Linked DNA regions of Gossypium arboreum: region 2 is linked to region 1. Evidence: chromatin contacts called from public Hi-C data. All regions are on one chromosome and are shown on one strand. Each heading gives the region's core, a stretch centred on a gene start, on an enhancer-like site or on the middle of the called end of the contact. The rest is flanking DNA. Distances are from core to core; before and after follow the strand shown.

What was found. A called contact is a pair of places that touch in the nucleus more often than the background predicts.
Region 2: a Hi-C map of leaf shows a contact between it and region 1, with 5 times the contacts expected there. The contact joins the promoter of LOC108482025 here to the promoter of LOC108483634 in region 1. A contact is called at or near these places in 2 of 5 Hi-C or Micro-C datasets (both in leaf).

Annotation. Positions count from the first base shown.
Region 1 is chr1:31,591,749-31,595,893 of ASM2569848v2, forward strand. LOC108483634 (RNA polymerase II transcriptional coactivator KELP) reads right to left here and starts at 2,230. Exons shown (of 3, transcript XM_017787138.2): 1 at 1,742-2,230; 2 at 1,523-1,628; 3 at 1-322. The coding sequence starts at 2,029. The coding sequence ends at 228.
Region 2 is chr1:32,060,368-32,064,512 of ASM2569848v2, forward strand. It overlaps LOC108482025 (UDP-glucose 4-epimerase GEPI48), which reads right to left and starts at 2,209. Exons shown (of 9, transcript XM_017785132.2): 1 at 1,620-2,209; 2 at 509-558; 3 at 287-422; 4 at 1-51. The coding sequence starts at 1,802.

The sequences.
Region 1 (4,145 bases), core at 980-3,479:
TAGATAAGTATCAGCATCGATTACACAATTCACATCAATTCCAACAGGCTAAATCTGCCACAGTATTCCAAAATGGGATTCAAAAGCATTACTGAATCGAAACAGTGATAAAGTCTTTTGAAAGGGGAAGTGGCAGTGTGTGCATAGCCACCATAGATGCTGAGGTTAAGTTTCAAAATTACATATTTGAAATCCGGCATTTCAGTGTCCGTCTACGGATGATGCTCTCACATGGTATGTGACTCCATCTTCGTAACAGCTTTCTCAATGTTTGGTATGTTCTTCCTCAAGGTAGACCATTGTTCTTCTGTCAAACTTATTCCTGTTGGCACAACAATTAGCATTAAACATGAAATTCTTCACTAGTACGGGGAAATGCGAAATGCCAAAACCGAGAATCAAGTTAAATCAAGGATAATATATTAATACTATCAAGAACATCCTACAGTCATGCAGAGTAAAGACAGAGAGAGAGAGAGAGATTATTTAAAGGCCACCATGATAGAAAATTTGCCTTGAAATACCTGCCTAAGTTCCAAAGCAAAACCAACAATTATATCTATTTGATTTGATTAAATACTGACAATTCTACAAAATCCACCCAATCAGTAAAAGACAATAAAACTGACAAAAACAAAGCAACACCATATACAGCATAAAGTGTGAAACCCACTCATCAAAAAAATGCAGTTCATAGATGTAGCATGTATAGGAAATTGAAGAAACGAGATAAAGTAGAGTATTCACGTAGAACTAGCAAAGAGAAAAATAGACTAAGAATAAAGTAATAATAAGGTTATTTCTAAAGAATATACATGAAATCCATCAATCTCTTTATGCTTTACGCCCTTCAAAAATATATCCAAAAACCATAAAATTTGATTTCAATGCTTTTCTCGGTTTCCTAATATCATGGCCATAGTAAAGGAACCAGGACACTAACTTTGTAATATTATAGGAGCAAGGCAAGAGAAATTTTGATTGGACCTTGTCATGTATAGTTCCTCTACAGTTAAATAAGTGGAAGCATTCATGAGTGTTGCAAAATCTACATAATTTTTATTACAAACCAAGTTGAGCTACAAATGAGTGATCACAATTGCCTGAAGAACAGAGAATAAATAAGGTGTAAACAAGGAATACATCAAGAAGCATGATAAGCTGAGACGTCTGCAAAAAGTATGCCAAGTTACCATTCATGCAGATATCGTGCAACCAAATTTCCAATCAGTCAAAAAATATAAAGTTCTTATTTCCTAAGTACCATAGATTTGTTAATGAGGTAGACCAAAATAGCAACAATTCACAAAAATTAGTGTTTCTTTTCCTGCCATTTCCAAGCTCAACACATTTATAGACTGAACAAAAGCTTAACTTCAGCAGCATAACTACTAGAGCATTTTTCTTTTAACATCTTCTAATCCAGACATTGAAATATATATATATATATATATATATAAAATCCAAAAGAAACAAAACCAAGCCTGAAACAAGTAAATTTGAAACAAAGCTAAGCATTTACCTTTAGAAGAAGGAAGTTCCTTGCCGTCCTTTTTATAGTACTCCCTTATGGAAATTAAAGTTTTCCCTCTAAAGTCTTGGAGAGTCACCCTTCTCTTGTCAGACAACTGGGAAAAAACAACAAAACAAAACCAATAAACATGAAACCTCAAAACCCCCAACCTTCACTTAAAACCCACCAAAAGAAGAAAAGGAAAACCACAAAGAAAAAGAAACAAACCCTGCAAATAATGAGATCACCATCATCATCAAACTCGTTGTTGTTATTGTTACTATCATCACCTGTAGCTTCTTCTTCTTCTTCTTCTTCTTGTTTGGCCTTTTGTTCTTCCAGGAAAGCATTGACGACATGTCTGACATAAGCCTTGCACTTGGATTCGGAGAGGTCGAGTTCCAGTCTCTTGGAAGCCAATTGTCGAATCTTGTACTCTGTCATTTCGTTCATGTCGGCTTCTTCCAAGAGTTCCCTCACCGTTTTCTTTATCTTCTCTCTCGTTTCTGAGTCCATTTTCTCGGGTATTCTGATTACGGGTTTCAAGGAAATCTAACAATAAGAGGGCATGTGTGAGATTAAAGAGTTGGGAGTTTCACTGATCTTTTGTTTAGATTTGGGGGAAATTAAGTTTTGCTTTTCATTTTGGGGGCTCTGCCTTCTGGGTTTGGGTTTCTGGTTCTTGATTTGGTAAGTAAGCTTGGCCCGCGGCCGGGGGGTTCATTCGCCATTATCCACATGGTCATTTTTTAAAATTTCTGATTTAAAAATTATTAATTCATTTGTCTGTAGTATTTTTCGTTAAAATTTACTATAAATAAATCTATGCTTGCAAATAATAAAGATGAGATATGAGAAGATGGACAAAAACATGTTATAAAGATAATATATTTTATTTTTGTTCTTGGTCCCTAAACTTGCTTTTTACTGGTTATTCGTCTATAAGGAGTGGTTTCACATTGTACTTATTCGATGGATATAGAGTGGTCTACTTTGTAGTAAATTGGGCTAGTTGGTTAATAATTTAACCTTCACTAATATGGTATAACAATATGCCCCCCTCTCAACCTTAGATTTAAGCCTAAGTTATAAAATAGTCTAGAAGACTTATGTCAAAGTGCTTATTCGATGTGATACTTGGTCATTTAAGCATTTTGCAGATAGGTAATAGACTGAAGTTGTTTCATATGATATGACTTCATTTCTTTTTAGAGATTTGGCTTTATCAATCATACGAGAGCAAATCTTTGGATGCTAAATCGTTTGATTTGGTTGCATATTTTGATGGATTTGACTATAAAACATTTGTTGTTGCTTAGGATTTCTTTTATGCTGGTAGTCCATTGAGTTTGTTGCTTTAATGCATTGTGTCTAGGAATAAGGCTCTTTTGAGTAAATATAAATTGATCAATGATACTCATTGCTAATTTGAGGATTGATTTATTTGATTATGCTGACAAGGTTGTAGTCATAGTAGTATTGCATTTGTCGAGAAATTGAGGAAAGCTTGTGAGGAGTCTAAGTTGTGTCAACAATATTGAGATCAAACTATGCGATTTTTGGGGCTCTTGAAGGGTTTGTGGTAAAGGCAAACTTGATTGTTGAGATTATATTCCTTGAGGTACTATTTCCTTCTTATATAAACCGAAGTAATAGACTTCGTAACACCCCTCACCCATCCCTGTTGTCGGAGTTGAACTACGGGATGCTACAACAAACAACAAAATAGTTAAATATGTTTTTAAATAAAGAATTCATTTAAAACATTCAATAATTATCATACATTCACACAAGTCATACTTTGCAAACAAAATCAGGTTTAAATCGAGCTTATGAAAGCTCTAAAGTAGGCTCGAAATCGAACAAGAACCAATTTGAAACTTTTATAAAAGTTTAAAGGCAACTGTCCAAAATAAGAGTGTAATACCTTATACTCGACCCAATTCACCGGATCCAAATGTAGGATGTCACAATACTTACATACTTAACAAAATTGTTTAGCTGGCGAAAAACCATTCCGGTTAACTTTTTATTTATTTAAAAATCTTTTCTAAGTCAAAAGTTTTGAACGAAAGGTTTATTATTTATAACAGACTCTTAAAAGTAGTATAAAATATCGCAATATAAATTTTTATCAAATAGACATATTCGTGGTGTATAATACTATGCACCATTTGAAAACATATTCTCAAAATTGTCTTTTTGTATGCATAACATCGTACTACAACCAACCACCTGGCACATTGCTGGCTTGGTCCCTTCTAGTGAATTAGTTCAACTCAAGAACCTGCATTACAAATAAACACTCATAAGTTCAATGGAACTTAATGAGTCTCGACTAGTTTTACCTTTAACGATGATGTTGAATTCCTTGACTTAAGAATTTTTGTAACGCCCCAAAAATTGGGCCTAGAAGAGTTGGGCTTTGAGTCTGGGATTCGGATAGAAGAAAACACGAATATTGAGAAGTTTTGAATATTACTAGTGTTTAAATATATATATTGATAAAATATTTATGTTAGTACTAATATTTTAATTTTATGAAAATTATTATCATTATAATTATTAGATACAAATATATTTATACAATTATTGTTGTTAATTTAGTGTTTAAATTAACATATTATCAAAA
Region 2 (4,145 bases), core at 959-3,458, 470 kb after region 1:
TGGAACCTTCTTTGGCCAGCCATAAACAGTAGCAGATGATGAAAAGACAAGCTGCAATGTATCATATTAGATCGGTCAACTTCTAAAACTCAAGAAGCCAAAACAATCCATAAACTGAATCTAGGTTCAACAGGGTGCTACTATGTTTGTGATTACAGTTTGATCAAGAAGAAACCCAAGTCTGTTTCGTTTTATCTCTGGTTCTAATGATTTCCATAGCAGATACCAAAAGGTTAAAAAAAAAAGCAAACACTATCACACACAGAAGGAAGGGAAAGAAATGTACATTTTTACATCCATGTGCAGCCATGACTTCCAACAGGATAATTGTCCCAATGATATTGTTGTCATGATAGAGCAATGGTTTACTTACACTTTCACCAACTGCTTTTAGTCCAGCAAAGTGAATCACAGCATCAAATCTGATAATGTAATAACCTTAGAAATTTGAGCAAGTAGAGAAGGCACGATAAAAAACCAAACATATAATATAAATTCCTGACAGTACTTTGTCTGAGCAAATATTTTTTGAATGGCTGGTCTATCACGAAGGTCCACCTGCAGTTGAAACCAGTGGTCCAAATGTTAGTTAATACTTCAATGACTTCATGTTTTCAGTGATTTAATGATTCTTGTTAATTTTGGGACAATAATACAGCAGCCCATGATATTTGATTTATAGGCAATATCAGACAAATCCCAATGTATATTAATTGAAGCAAAAACATAATAATAGAGACCCTTCACCAGTTTCCAGATGATAAAAGAGCTAACAATTAATTACCAAAGAAAAAATTTATGTTTAAAGCTTTTAAATATCATCAAGAAAAACAATTAATAGATCCAATCATTTCCCATTCAAAAGAGTCCTTCCATGTATATTAAAAAAAGGGAGGGTAAAATACAGATCAAAAGAAATAGGAAAAAACACTTTTTGGGTACCGACAATAAAATAATACAATTAAACATTAAACAAAACCAAACGGACTATATTATTATATTCTTTTATATTTAAGGAATATTCACCGACTTTAAATCTGTTTAATCAAATTATTATGTTGCTTAATTAAGCAAATTTTGACAAATTTTTTTAAGTAATACCATTTAATGCATTTGATATGGAATCCACAAGTAGAAATAAGATCATATTCTCATCGATTCTCTTAAACTCTTCAACTTATTTAACTTTTAAAAGCACTTATAAATTAATAACATAGTTGAATGGCAATCAATTCACGAATTCCTTCATTAATCAAACATACACCAAAAATAGATAATATGGCAAACAGAAGTAGAAATTTTAAGAAAAAAAAGAAAATGTGAAATTAGTCTACTATTTGCAATTATTTCAACAGTTTTTTTTTGTGTAAAAAGAATTAAACATAATATGATCGAAATTTTACAGCGTAACACGTTGCCAGCTATAGCAAATTCGATTACTCAAATTTAAACTAATTACACTCCAAATTAACAATGAAAACACAAAAATTAAGTGAGATTTCTCTCTGGCAAACCAACTAAGCAGTCTAGCATTAAAATAATTACGAAACTGCACATCTTCATTTTTCTTCTTTAAAAAGGAAAAACTGTAAATAGGTGAATTCAATCGTTAAACGAACCTGGTGAAAGGAAAGGTTCCTGCCGAATTCACCCGCGAGTTCTTTGACTCTTTTGGGAGCAACATCCGAGGAATTGTCGAGATTATCAACAACCACTGTTTTGTAACCGCTTAACAACAACTGCAACACCGTGTGGCTCCCGATATAACCGGCTCCGCCGGTCACCAGAATAGTCTTCGACATATTCGAACCAATCAAAACCAAAAAAGAAAAACTGAAAGTAAAAGAAACTGAGAGAAGAGGCGAGCGTAACAGAAGGCTAATAATAATTCTTTGAAATTAAAAGGGTTTAATGGAATTAAAAGGTAAAAATAGAAGAGAGAATTATATATGAGGACAGAGAGCGCACACAAAAAAGAAAAAGGAAGGGAGATTTTGTGAAGGCTTCAGTTTCAGGAAGATGGGGGAAAAGAGAATGAATGAGAAGAATAGCCACGTGGAGTGAAAAGGGTGAAAAGGCTCCCTATGACCGGGGATTTTGGATGGGGGATGGGTTTTTGGAGTAAACTAATCTTCTATTTCTTCTTCTTCTGCTGCCGCCGCTTTTTCTTTCTAGAAAAAGGTATATTCTTATTGGAGTGAACAAATGTTAGGGTATTCATATATATTATTCAACATTTATTTATACATCTAATTCTTGTTAAATGTTATTTTTGAATAATGTAATTAATTTAAGTATTTTTCAAAAATATATCTCATTAACCTTTATTAACCAACACCAATAATGTTGTATATAATCAAATTACGGATACAATCCAATTAATTGGTGTCAATCAGAATCTTAATCATCAAATGATAAAAATTATAAAAATAAAAACCCAAACCACCATATTATAAAAATATAAATTTTGAGCATCAAGAATATCATGTCACATCACATGACATAAAATTTATAATACCACTAAAATGAATTGATTTAATTGACGTCACTCTTTAAATTAATTTTGTATTTATTCATATTTTCTTTTAATAAATTATAAAAGGAGAGAAAGATTTTATCAACAATGTTATTAGTACGATTTAAACTTAAGTCATATTTAAGGCAATAAATATTTTAGCATTAAGCCAACACAAGAATTTACATTTTAATCCAAGCGAAAATTTAAAAATTACATTCCATTTATTTATACTTATATTTGCCGCAGATTTTTCAAATGCCAAAATTACTTTCATGTTCTTTCTTTCATATGTAAACATGAGGAAAAAGAAAAATAATAAAACACAGACAAGTAACTAATAAACAGTTATAAACTATAGATTTTCTATTTATCTTATTTTATTAAAGTAAAATCAATAACACACAATTTTTCTCTTCTTCTTTTTCACCATGCAATTGAAGTTTTAGTGTGAAATTTTTTGGATAATTTTACTTTAAGATTTTCTTTTTGTGTTTTGAGAAAAGAAATTGAAATGGAAAGCAAGATAGTAGGGTTATTAATATTAAATAATTTGTGTATTAGGTATTTGTTTTTCTTAATTAAAAATTGGTCGACCATTTTATTCTAAAACAACTTGAATTTTTTCTTAGTTGAGTAAAAAGTAAATACTAGAAATCAACCAATAAAAAATCTCAAATTTTTTTAGAATGTATTAGTTGACTAATTTTTCAGTCAACAAAAACAAATATCTAATAAGAGAAAGATTAGGTGTTATTAATTTTTTTAATAAGGTAAGATAAATACAAAATTTAAGACTTAGAACAATTTGTTTTGATTTAATGGCTAAAATCATTTTGATTCTCATAGTTCTCATTTTGAAAGTTCTCATTATAGTTGCCACCCATTAAACACCACATAAAAAGAAAAAAAAACTAAACATGATATAATGAAAACATAGCACCACCCCAATATAAATTAGATTATAATACACACATTATGTGGGTGAAAAATTACATAATAAATTTATAAAAATTTGATAAAATAAAATGCTCCTTTGATTGAAATGGTAATGTTAAAACAATAATATTTTGATTTCAAATCTTTTGATTCTTATTATCTATCTATGTGTATTCTTTTAGATATATCAAAATTTAAATAGATATAAATATCCTCAATATAATAAGTTTTTGGTATTTTACAATGAAATTGGAATTGATTGCTGAGTGACGTAAACTCCATCACTCTTAATAACAATATAGTATACTTAATAATAGTAAATATACCATTATTTATGTAACAAATATATTTGTCAAAAATTGATATAAAAATTAAATAATGCTGTAGTTAAAATGGTAAAATTAAATGTTTTAAATTTATTGTGTCAAGGGTCATATCTCATTATAATTTTGTTTTTATAGATTTGATATAAAATATAAAAGATAAAAAAATACTCTAATAATAATTTAACCTATTTTGTATATAAAATGCATTTTAATCACTTTTAGTTGAATAGATGTCTAACGACTCATGACCGAACTCAATTAGAAGCCTAAAAAATTATGTAATAAATATATTCATTAATAGTTTATATAAAACCAAATAACCCTATGTTTGAATTGAGGTAATATAAAAAAAAGGAAAGGAAGAT